Linked DNA regions of Mus musculus: all the other regions are linked to region 1. A link is a contact called in public HiChIP or PLAC-seq and promoter capture Hi-C data. All regions are on one chromosome and are shown on one strand. Each heading gives the region's core, a stretch centred on a gene start, on an enhancer-like site or on the middle of the called end of the contact. The rest is flanking DNA. Distances are from core to core; before and after follow the strand shown. Region 1 holds the start of Zbtb45 (zinc finger and BTB domain containing 45). Region 2 holds the start of Crx (cone-rod homeobox). Region 3 overlaps Ehd2 (EH-domain containing 2).

Region 1 (3,660 bases), core at 35-2,534:
ATTGGGCTCAACTCTGATATCTGGGGGGTGACCTTGAACTTCTGACGCTCCTGCCTCAACCTCTGAGGTTTTTTTTTTTGTTTTTTTTTTTTTTTTTTGGTTTTTCGAGACAGGGTTTCTCTGTATAGTCTTGGCTATCCTGGAACTCTCACTTTGTAGACCAGGCTGGCCTCGAACTCAGAGATCCTCCTGCCTTTGCCTCCCAAGTGCTGGGATTATAGGCATACGCCACCACCGCCTGGCTTCCCCAGACTTTCAAACACACATACAACACAGCTACCCAGCATGGGTCCAGGATGGGGAACAAAACATCCTGACATCTTCCTCATGCGGCACCACCCACTAGATTCCTCAGTACCATTCACACGGAGGCCCAGAGCTCTATGCCTCTCTTTTGCCTTACATAGTGGTTGATTGATTGCCCCAAGAACAGAGGGGAAGGGAAGGCCAACCCACCACTTGAGAGGTTTGGTTCATGGGTGTCTTGGACAACAAAAGGACCACGTAGGAGCCCCGCTTGGACAACTCTCTGGCTGTTCTCTCCCTCTACGCACTTAGTCCCTGCTCCTTGGTATCTGACTACTTCCGAGCCCACTTCGTGTCCTACATTCTATTCTGATCTGTGGCCAAGCTGGGGTTCTTCAACCATTCATTTATAGAGCAGCGAATTCCCGAGAGTCTGGGTGGGGTGAGGTGGGAGCACCGAATGAGGAGGCTTCCTTGGGAAGGTGGGCCTGTGTTCTTTAGATGACTGCAGGGAAGCTCTGCAAAGCTTCTTCATCTGGGGTGCGAGCAGAAGTGACTCAAGAGAAACTTCTCGGGGCTGAAGAGATGGCTCAGCGGTTCACTGCCATCGGTAATGGGAGCTGATGCCCTCTTCTGGTGTGTCTGAAGAGAGTTAATAATGTACTCGCATAAAATAAATAGAAAATAAATAAATCGAGAGAGAGAGAGAGAGAGAGAGAGAGAGAAACTTTTCCCGTGTAAGAGAAAAGCCACCTGGGAGAAAAAAAAAAAGCCTCTGGATTCCATCCAGCGCCCTCTCCAGACCCGCTGAGAGTACTGAGGGCGTGGCCCGAGGAGTGATTGACAGCTCGCTCGGATCAGCCTGGAGACGACGGACTCCTGCTCCTTCTGCCTACTGATCCCCAGCTCTTCGGTCCCCAGCTTCTGCGATTTTGGTTGTGGCGCGGACCAGACCGGAAGTTCTGCTCAACGACTGCCTAGTCTAAAGAGGAACACCGGAAACGTGCTCCCGACTATCGTTCCGCCTGTGCCGAGGCTATCTGTTCCGCTTCAGCGCCCGGAAGTGCGGCCTTCAAGTTGACAAGCAGGAGGACCTGCAGGACCTGCTGCCTGAGGAGTCGGAGGTGGGGTCGAGCGGGCATCCCCCTGCCTCAGAGTCCCAGAGAAGGCTGGGGCGTGCCAGGAGCGGCACGCCTGCGTGAGGATCGGTGTGCACGTTGCGAACACAAGAGGGCGCTGCAGGATCGGGGCAGGGTGCGGAGGCGGGAAACTGGGGGTAGATGTAGCGGGCCTGAAGGGGACTCTGGCATAGATAGGGTGGGAGTGAGACAGGCTGATGGAACAAGGTGCATGGCATGGGTGAGGGAGTTGTAGCGAGAATGCTGTAGGAGATGTGGGAGAGTGTGCCTTTGTTCTGAGGCATTCAGGAAGGTTCTGCTGCATCTGAGGAGTCCGGGCGTTCGAGAAGTAGGGTATGGATGGGGTTGAGGAAGAGTTATGGGTTGGCATATTATTTGAAAAAGGAGGCCGCTTGGCAGAGACAGGTTCAAAGCCTTGGTGGGTTTGAAGAATTAATTCATCATCATAGAGGTCCCAGATAAACCCGGTTCGCAGGCTCCCTCTGGCGGCCACGTGAGGGAAAGGCCTGGAGGTGGGAGTGTGGAAGGGACCCTGCATGGCGACTTCCAGTAGGCCAGGCCAGTGGTAACTGACACAATGTGTGCAATACTCCGAGAGAAAGGGAAGGGTGTTTTTGTGTTAAGGATCTAGAATCGTTGAGTCTGAGATCTCAGTAGTCCTTTTGTAAGGGGCAGGATTAAATGGGGCCCTGCTCTGGGTCTGTCCTAGAGAGACAGGCTGGTGGTCAGGGCGAATCCTGAATCTTGATTCTCTTCCCTTAGAGCAGTGTATGCAATCTGATCCAAGGGAAACACCCTTGTTTGCTGAATAAGGAAACAGGCCCAGAGACCTGGAGATATTTGCTTGATGGGTTAACTGACAATTCTGATTCCCAGCTCCTTTGCGGAGGGCGTGTGTGTGTGTGTGTGTGTGTGTGTGTGTGTGCGTGTGCGTGTGTGTGTGTGTGTGTGTGTGTGTGTGTGTGTGTGATGGAAGAATCTGTCTTCCCTCAGTATGATTAGTGCCAGGATGATAGTCTCGGGTTCATAAGAACTATGGGGATTGCTAAACAACACTGAATTTCAGCTTGCTGGCCTTTCACATCACTGGTGCATTTTCAAAGCCCAAAGTTAGCACCTCTCAGGTGATGCAAAGAAGAAACAAGGTTGCAAAGGCCTTGTTATATGTACTGTTTATTTGCTTCCCTTGGGTATGGCAGGCACAAATCCTCAGCCTCAAGGGGTGTTCCTAAATGATTCGGCCAGGAGGCAAGTTGCCTCCCCACCCTTCTGAAAACCTCCACATAACAGTAGTTAATGGGACCTGGTTCTTGAGGTAGTCATAGATCTGCTTGGGGCCTTCGTGGTACTAGGATATGGAAATCTGACTAGGGTAGACTAGAAAAGAAAACAGCCATCCGCATTGTCTCCTCCTCTTGCAGATGGCAGCCACAGAGGCAGTGCACCACATCCACCTACAGAACTTTTCGCGCTCACTACTGGAGACCCTCAATGGGCAGAGGCTAGGCGGTCACTTCTGTGATGTGACCGTGCGCATCCGTGAGGCTTCTCTGCGTGCTCACCGCTGTGTGCTGGCCGCTGGCTCACCCTTCTTTCAGGATAAACTGCTGCTCGGCCACTCAGAGATTCGTGTGCCACCAGTGGTGCCTGCGCAGACAGTGCGCCAGCTGGTCGAGTTCCTTTACAGCGGCTCGTTGGTGGTGGCACAGGGCGAAGCGCTGCAGGTACTCACTGCAGCGTCGGTGCTTCGCATCCAGACCGTCATTGACGAGTGCACACAGATCATCGCTCGTGCCCGTGTCCCCAACACCCCGGCGCCTGCGCCTCTGCCACCACCCGTGCCCCCTCCACTAGCACCCGCGCAGCTGCGCCACCGTCTGCGCCACTTGCTGGCCGCCCGCCCCCCGGGTCATCCCAACGCCGCGCACAGCCGCAAGCAGCGCCAGCCCGCGCGTCTTCAGCTACCTGCACCCCCAGCACCCATCAAGGCTGAGGGGCCTGATGCGGAGCCAGCGCTGACTGCCGCGCCTGAAGACAGAGGTGAAGAGGATGACGATGAGGAAACGGATGAAGAAACCGACGCTGAAGAAGGTGAAGGAGGCGGCGGCGGCCCGGGTGAGGGCCAGGCTCCCCCTGCCTTCCCCGACTGTGCAGGGGGCTTCCTTACCACTGCAGCTGACAGCGCTCGAGAGGATCCCCCTGCATCCACTGGCATCACTGATTATGGTGGTGCCGGGAGAGATTTCCTTCGGGGGACTGGGGTCACTGAAGATGT
Region 2 (3,996 bases), core at 506-3,005, 2.9 Mb before region 1:
ACTGGGCTGAGCAAAAACGTGGGCCTGAGCCTCCTGTCAAGCTTCAGAGAGCGTCAGACAACTCCTCCTTTGTGTCATTCTACTAATGAGATCTGCTCTGATTCCCTTTCTGGCCCAGAGGCCCTAATCTCTCCTAGCAGGGGGCTGGGGATAGGGGACAGAGGGGAGGTCCCCTCCTGACAAGCAGTGACCCAGTGGTGAGCAGGGATTAGAGTGTGCGTGTGGCTGTGTGTGCCTGTGAGTGCACGGCCCGGTGTTTAGAGAAGCAGAACCAATTTGAGTGGGGAATGGGACTCGAAGTGATATTAATACCTAGAGAGATGAGGGGAGGGACAGAGGGGGAGGGAATTACTGAGGGGGAGAGAGAGATGGCAGGAAGATGTGTATGCGTGGAGTAGCAATGGAACCTTCATTTCAGCTCAAGGATTGCAGGAAGCAAGCAGAGGCTCTGAGACCAGGCTGTAGCCTCAGGCTTAGGTGGACAGGCAGAAGGGTCTCAAATCCAGGAAGGGACCCACAGACAGTGGCAGAACGACAAAGGAGGGAGACACAGAGGGAGACAATGAGAGAATGCAAACTTGCCTTACAAAGGGAACTAGGGACAGAGTCAGAGACAAGGTGAAGGGCTGGAGGGATGGCTCTGTGGTTAAGAGCACTGGGGCTCTCCAGGAGGACCAGGGCTCCATTCTCAATACTTAATGGTGGCTTATAACCTGTAATTCCCGGTCCAGGGCATCTGATGCCCTCTTCTGGTCTCTTCAGGCATCAGGCACTCACTGTGTGTGAACACGTGGGTGCAGGCACAATATCCATGTATGTATAATCAATAAACAAATCTAAACAAGAGAGACACAGAGAGAAAGAGTCAGACATACAGAGACACTCAGAGATAAAAAGACAGAGAGAAAGAGAGACAGGGAGGAAAAGAGCCAGAACCAGAGCTGCAGAGAGACAGCCAGAGACAGAGAGATAGCGGGAGACAGAGAGTAGAGGTAGAGTCCGACACAGATGGAGACTAACAGAGAGACAGAGAGACAGTGGGAGACAGAGAGTCTAACAGAGACACAGGCAGAGATTGACAGAGACATAGAAACTCAGGGAGAGGCATAGAGACAAAGACACAAAGAAACTCAGAGAGGCAGGGTCTGAAATAGTGATGAAGATAGAGAAGCAGAGACTAGAGGCAATGGAGAAGATACAGAGCAATGGGGAGACAGAGATATAGAGAGCCCTGAGGAAGTGAGGGAAGAAGGGAGAAAGACAGAGAGGCACAGAGAAAGAGAGAGAAACTGAGGCAGAAAAAGGGAGAACCATCAAGAACTACACATTTGAATTAGTTCACTCAGTGGGGTCACAGATCTCTCTTCCCAGTTATTCTAGCTGTGTCAGAAGACTTAAAAGTTCAATACTAGCCTGGGCCACAAAGAACAACCCAGGAAGTCCTGTGCCTTTCTTTTCTGTCTCCCAGGAGCACTGTACACTTCTTTCTGTGCTTTTGAAGACATTTCTTTTCAGATAGTAGCTGAAGCTGGAGGAATACCCTTTAGACCCAAGGAAAGACTTCCCTGAGAAGTGGGGGCTCCTGGTTGCAGGCAGGAGTTGGGCTTTCCCTCCCTTCTTCATCAACCCTAATTGCCAAGATGTCACTGTGGGGGTGGTGGGATTAAGCAGACGGTGCCCTTCCCCCAGCCAATGTCACCTCCTGTTGCCCAGTGAGTCCCCCACCTTCCCTGGGATTACCCTTCCAGATCCAGGCCACAATAGATGACATCACTCCCAGCCCAGGCTTAAAGTCGCCCCGTGTGAGGGGACCTATTTCCTCTAGCCTCTGCTGTCTGATGACACCATCCAGTACCTGAACATCCAGGAGAGTCCCCATTTCTCCTTTCCAAAGGTGAGTCTTTCCAGGAGAGGCTGCGAGAATATTTTATTCTCACCCATGTTTGACATGAAGATGGGTCTTGTGATGCTTTCTGAACAGATTAACATAGGGTAGAGATTCCAGCAGGTGTTCAGGGAAACAGGTCACTTAGGACCATGATAGGAGGGAGTAAAGTCATACCAGTTGGGGACTAGTTGTTGGGATCCAGGAGTGGCTTTAGGATGAATGGATTTTATACTCTGAGGACATTCAGAGGTGGAATGTCTCATCTAAGCACACATCCATGGTGTGTGAGCATGTTCATGTGTTTGTGTGTATGTATGTCTACAATGTGTGTGTGTGTCCATGTGAGAGAGCAACCTCGGAGGACAGAGATAGACATACTGGTTGTCTTCCTAAATACTTCCATTTGCTATTTTTTCCTAGACCTCTCTATGTAGACCAGGCTGGCCTTCATCTGATGGATCTTCCTGCCCCTGCCACCCAAGTACTTAAGGTTAAAGGTGTTCACCACCACACCCAGCCTATTTCAGACAAGGTCTTTCACTGAACCTGGATCTCCCTGTGGAGCAGAGGCTGGCTGGACAGTGAGCCCTGTGTATCTGTTTGTCCCTGTTCCCCCAATGCTGGGGTTATAGTGTGCCCAGCTTTTATCTGGGTGCTGGGGTTCTGAACTCAGATCCTCACGTATGCACAGACAGTGCTTTATCTGTTGAGTCTTCTCCCCATTCCCCCGAAAGAAACCTTTTACATTTAATTTATGTTTTTTGAGAGGGAGTCTTTTGGAGCATAGAGTGGTCTTGAACTTGTTCCGTAACAGAGGCTGGTCTTGAACTCCTGATCCCGTGTACTACTGCTCCCGCTTGTTTTTTTTTTTAACTCTTTGTGATTTTTCTTCTCTGTTTGTAAGGTATATATTCATTATATAAGTATACATGCATATATATTTAGTGTGTGTGTGTCTTCTGACTCCTTTGTTGAAGTCAGATGACAACTTGCTGGAGTCTGAGTCAGTTCTCTGCTTCCACCATGTTTGATTCTTAGGAATCAAACTCAGGGTTTTAGGCTTGGTGGCAAGTGTCTTTATGGTTGATCCCTCCTGTGGCCCCTGAGATTTCCTCTTCGTTTGTGTATATACCAATACATAGATCATCTCTCCCTGGAGAACGCTGGTTCTTTTCACTGCCTGGCACTTGGGTGCTATTTGACTGTTGACAGGATGGATCCCTGTCCTATTAGATTGTTTATTAGTTAAAACACGGGCTGGGGCTGTAGCTCAGTCAAAAGATAAGCGCTAACATGTTCTACACAGCTATTTGCTCACATACAAATGGGAAAAAAATTACACTTAACATTTTTCTCTTTTTTCAAAACTATTTATATTTTTATTCACTTTACATTTGGATCACAGCTCCTCTCCCTCCTGTCTTCCTCCTCACATATCCCTTCTCTCTTTTCTCCTCCCCCTTCTCCCTCAAGAAGGGGAGACTCCCTTGGATACCACCCCACTCTGGGACATTTCAGCAGTTCTAGGAACATCCTGACCCACTGAGCCTCATCCAGGGAGTCCAAACAGTGGGGAAGGGGATCCAATGGCAGGGAACAGAAACCGAGACAGCCCCTGTTCCACTTGATAGAAGAACCACACGAACACCAAGTTGCACATTTGCTACAGATGTGTGGGTCTAGGTCCAGCTCCTGCATTGAGCTGAACATTTTGAGGCCAATGTGGCTGCTAATTTCTGTTCAATGCCAGCTCAACATAGTAAACTGGAATTCTTTCTCTGAGGTCGAGAGCAGGGCTGATGGCTAATGTTTCTAAGGACGCAAGTTACAGACGTTGAGTTTTGAAGGAAAACACCAATATTACTGACATTTTTTTGTTTATTTTTTCCTCAATGGCTGAGGCAACTCTTGTAGTGTCTGTGGTCCAAAAAATTACAGAGACATGTAGCAGGACATAGTGGTATATGCCTTTAAATTCTAGCATTCGGAAGGTAGAGGCAGGCAGATCACTGTTGGTTTGAGGCCAGCCTGGCCTACAGAGTAATTTCTAGGCTAGCCAGGACTTCATAAACTTTATATCAAAGGGAAACCTTGTCTTTATAAAAATG
Region 3 (3,713 bases), core at 331-2,830, 3.0 Mb before region 1:
ATAGCCATACTCTAGCAGTCTTCCATTGTGTTCCCCCCTCTTCTGGCAGGTGAGCTCTCCACCTTGTAGTCTCCTTGGGTGACCCAGTGGGCATCGAAAGTCACCATGTTCAGCTGGCTGAAGAAGGGCGGGGCCCGGGGCCAGCGACCTGAGGCCATCCGCACCGTGACCTCATCCCTCAAGGAGCTGTATCGCACGAAACTTCTTCCCCTGGAGGAACACTACCGTTTTGGGTCTTTCCATTCACCGGCCCTTGAAGATGCTGACTTCGACGGCAAACCCATGGTGCTGGTGGCCGGCCAGTATAGCACCGGCAAAACCAGCTTCATCCAGTACCTTCTGGAGCAGGAAGTCCCTGGCTCCCGCGTGGGTCCCGAGCCCACCACCGACTGCTTCGTGGCTGTCATGCATGGCGAGACAGAGGGCACCGTGCCCGGAAATGCTCTCGTTGTGGACCCAGAGAAGCCCTTCCGCAAACTCAACCCTTTTGGAAACACTTTTCTCAACAGGTGTGGAAACTGCCAGCCAGGAGGGGGGCGAGGGACGTCTGTCTCAGAATACTTCTGTCCTTCTCAGCTCCGATACTCTTCTTTCTGCCTACTTCTTTCCCTTCCTGCGCCTGCCCCCCTCCCCTATTGGGGCCTGGGCTCCAATTGTGCCTCTGCCGCTGAGTGCTGGGCAGCCTTGTTCAAGTGACTTAACTTCTCTGTGCCTCTTATGTTCATCTGGAAAATGAAGGTAACAACAGTAGTGATTTGGGATAGTCCTAGACACAGATAGTTTTATATAAATCCATTGATGCCTCTGGACTTTCTTCTTTCCTGGACTTCTGTCCTCTGCACCTACCGTTCTTTATGGTACCATTAGTGTCCCTTCTTCATATCTCCTTTTGCCCTCCTTTGCGTTGACCCCTGACCTTCTGTCTCCCCATATCCCAGGTTTATGTGCGCCCAACTCCCCAACCAGGTCCTGGAGAGCATCAGCATCATCGACACGCCTGGCATCCTATCAGGTGCAAAACAGAGAGTGAGCCGTGGTGAGTGAGGAGGAAGCCCAGGCTGAGGGAGGAGGCTGCGCCCCCCCCCCCCCCGCCCCACTCGTGTCTTGCGGAAGAGGCTGGTGTCTATACACACAGGTCTGAGGGAGGAGGCTTAGGCCTGGACTTCACTGTGTACAGGAGGTGGGCAGAGCCTTCACCTTTAGATTTAATAGAGGAGACTGGGGCCTCCTTTGGTTGTCCCTTTGCAGGCAACTGGAGCTACAGAAGACAGGCATTCCTTCCACAGGACTGGTGGTAGGGCGGGGAGACACGAGTGAACACATGCGAACAGGCTGCTGCCACATGTCTGGGCGGGCCAGGAGGGTGGAAAGAAAGAGAAGAACAGGGACAGAAACTGAGGGTAAGGGGCAGGAGATACTCAGAGTCCAGGAAGAGACAGGGTTGGGCAGGGAGGCCCTGGGCCCCATGCTTGTCCCTCTGAGCTCCTGGCTCAGAGGTTGGGCCACAGATGAAGCTGAGAGGGAGAATCTGGGTGGGGGCCAAGACCTGGCCTGGAATTTATAAACAGCTGTGCAGGGGGAGCGGCGGGGAGTAAATTCCAGCAGAGCCTCCAGTGAGCACATCCCTACCCACTCTGCCTACCCTCTTAGTCCCGCTCCTATCCCAGTCTCTGTCCCCTCCCCCACACCTCCCCCATTCCAGTATCTGGGTCCAAAGCCCCTCTGTCCATCCCTGACACCACCCTCATCTCTAGGTCTCTGCCAGGGAATTAGGGCAAAGGAGGCAACAGTGTGGGGCAGAGGGGACCCAAGGCCAGGCGGGAGGCAGGGCCAGGGCAGGGCTTTGGCTCCAAAAGTGCCAGTGCCCCTGGCCGCTATCCAGCAGAGCAGCCCCGAGGGAGAAACACAGGAGGCAGCTGCAGAAACGGTTGCAGTGCTCTGCCAGCTGGAGGTGGGGGGAGCAGCGGGGAGGAATTCCTGGTGTGCTTAGCCCTTGGGTTGGGCCTAAATGATGGAGGGAGCCCAAGGCCCCAGCTTCCACAGGAGGTGAAGAAGGGTGGGGATGGGGATCCCCTTCCTCTGGCCCTGGAGGCATAGGAGGTGGAGCCTGTCTGTCCAGGGGGACTTGTGGGGGTGGTGAGAACTGGGGAAATCCTGGGAAAAGTAGTGTGTGATGGGTGTGGGCTGTGTGTCTGTCTGTGGTGGTGTGTGCTGACAGGCGTGCATGGAAGCCATGACTCTGAAGTAGTGTGAATTGATGGAAGTACCTCTAATTGTGACTAGTTGTGATTTTATGTGATCTGGAGAGAAGGTGTGGGGCAGGGGGACATAGAGGGATACTGTGAAGCTGTTTTATTGCAGTGTTGGTGCCTTGAACACAGTGGACAAGCATGCCACGCCCCCAGCCCCTCACTGGGGGATTCTAGGCAGGGGCTCTACCACTGAACCACGCCCGCAGCCCCTCACTGGGGGATTCTAGGCAGGGTCTCTACCACTGAGCCATGCCCTCAGCCCCTCCCTGGGGGATTCTATGCAGGGGCTGTATCAGTGAGTTACATGACTTACGAAGTGTGTGTGCACACGTGCATACACATGCATGTCTGAATCTGTCTTCGTCTGTGTGAGTTATACTGTGCATCTTGAAAGGTGTAAAATTGCCAGAGAGAACTAACTCATGTGGCAGTGCACATTCTAGTGCTGAGAAAGCTGGGACGGGAGGATTGTGACTAGTTCGAGGCCAGCCTGGACATCACGGTAATAACTGCAGCACAGTGTGTGTTCAAACGGGTCTCCATACTAGAGAGTGCACCAATCTCTCTGTTTGTGATGGCATACCCATATCTGTGCAGGTCCCAGACTCTGACATAAATACGTGTCTGGGAGCCTGTGTCTGGCTCCAGGAGACTCTGATGTATCCAGGCTGTTTGATGCTGGGTGTGCACTGGCAGAAGTGTGGCTGACTGCCTGGGGAAGCTTGCCCTGGTGTGACTGTTGCCTGGAGTGTCTCTCTGGCACACCTCCAGTCTGGACTCTGATATATATTTTTTTCATTTCCTTGTTTTTGACACAGAGTCTTGTTCCGTAGTTCAAGCTGGTCTAGAACTCACTATCTGTTCCAAATTGGCCCCCAGCTGGTAGCAATCCTCCTACCTCAGCGGTTCTTGCAGTGAGATGACAGGCATGCACCAGTGCCCCAGGGCTTTATTCCTTGAAACTATAACTTACACAAGCCACCTTGTATTTCTGTGCCTCGGTTTCCTGCCTGAGAATGGGGAGGATGCTGTAGGGACTTCTGAGAAGGGTTAAATTAGCTGCATGGGCGCCTGGGTGATGGGCAAGGAGAACTGTTTTTCTTGGGTGAACATCGCGTCTCTGCCACGTCTCCATTCCCATGCTGACTCAACCTCCCTGTCCCTTCTCCCTCCCTTTCTCCATCCCTCCCTTCCTCCCTCCCTCCCCCTCTCTCTCAACCCCATGAGACACACTTTCCAAATCCAGGCCAGGGTGTATGTAGATGCTAGTGGGGGGAGGAGAAGCCCAGCTGCTGCCCCTACAGTGACCTGGCCCTTCCTTCCCCAAGAACAATGTCCTTGCCCTTCCCCTCCCACCAGCAAGGACCAGGCTGCCCCTGAGCCTTTGTTTGGGGGGGGGGGGTTGATTAGCAGCTATAGCTACTGAAGCGACTCCTACTCTGTTGCCTCCTGTGTTCATGG

What was found. Promoter capture Hi-C pulls out the DNA fragments that hold promoters and counts their contacts. HiChIP or PLAC-seq counts read pairs in DNA pulled down with a chosen protein or histone mark.
Region 2: a contact with region 1 is called in an H3K27ac HiChIP or PLAC-seq map of embryonic stem cells, with 6 times the contacts expected there. The contact joins the promoter of Crx here to the promoter of Zbtb45 in region 1. A contact is called at or near these places in 1 of 39 promoter capture datasets (cranial neural crest) and 1 of 115 datasets of contacts at active chromatin or transcription factors (embryonic stem cells).
Region 3: a contact with region 1 is called in a promoter capture Hi-C map of hippocampal neurons, with 6 times the contacts expected there. The contact joins the enhancer-like site here to the promoter of Zbtb45 in region 1. A contact is called at or near these places in 5 of 39 promoter capture datasets (the C10 cell line, cranial neural crest, hippocampal neurons and 2 more) and 2 of 115 datasets of contacts at active chromatin or transcription factors (both in embryonic stem cells).

What each region holds. Positions count from the first base shown.
Region 1 is chr7:13,007,476-13,011,135 of GRCm38.p6, reverse strand. Zbtb45 (zinc finger and BTB domain containing 45) reads left to right here and starts at 1,284. Exons shown (of 3, transcript NM_001360833.1): 1 at 1,284-1,500; 2 at 2,807-3,660. The coding sequence starts at 2,807.
Region 2 is chr7:15,877,714-15,881,709 of GRCm38.p6, reverse strand. It overlaps Crx (cone-rod homeobox), which reads left to right and starts at 1,755. Exons shown (of 4, transcript NM_007770.4): 1 at 1,755-1,894.
Region 3 is chr7:15,960,703-15,964,415 of GRCm38.p6, reverse strand. Ehd2 (EH-domain containing 2) reads left to right here. Exons shown (of 6, transcript NM_153068.3): 2 at 50-509; 3 at 939-1,036. The coding sequence starts at 106. Among named protein-coding and RNA genes, the nearest start is that of Ehd2, 5.0 kb to the left of the region's middle. Within about 2 kb of position 1,580, at least 160 of the 459 cell types and tissues checked have an H3K27ac peak or open chromatin away from gene starts, as enhancers often do. A contact at or near this core is called in hippocampal neurons, where this site is marked.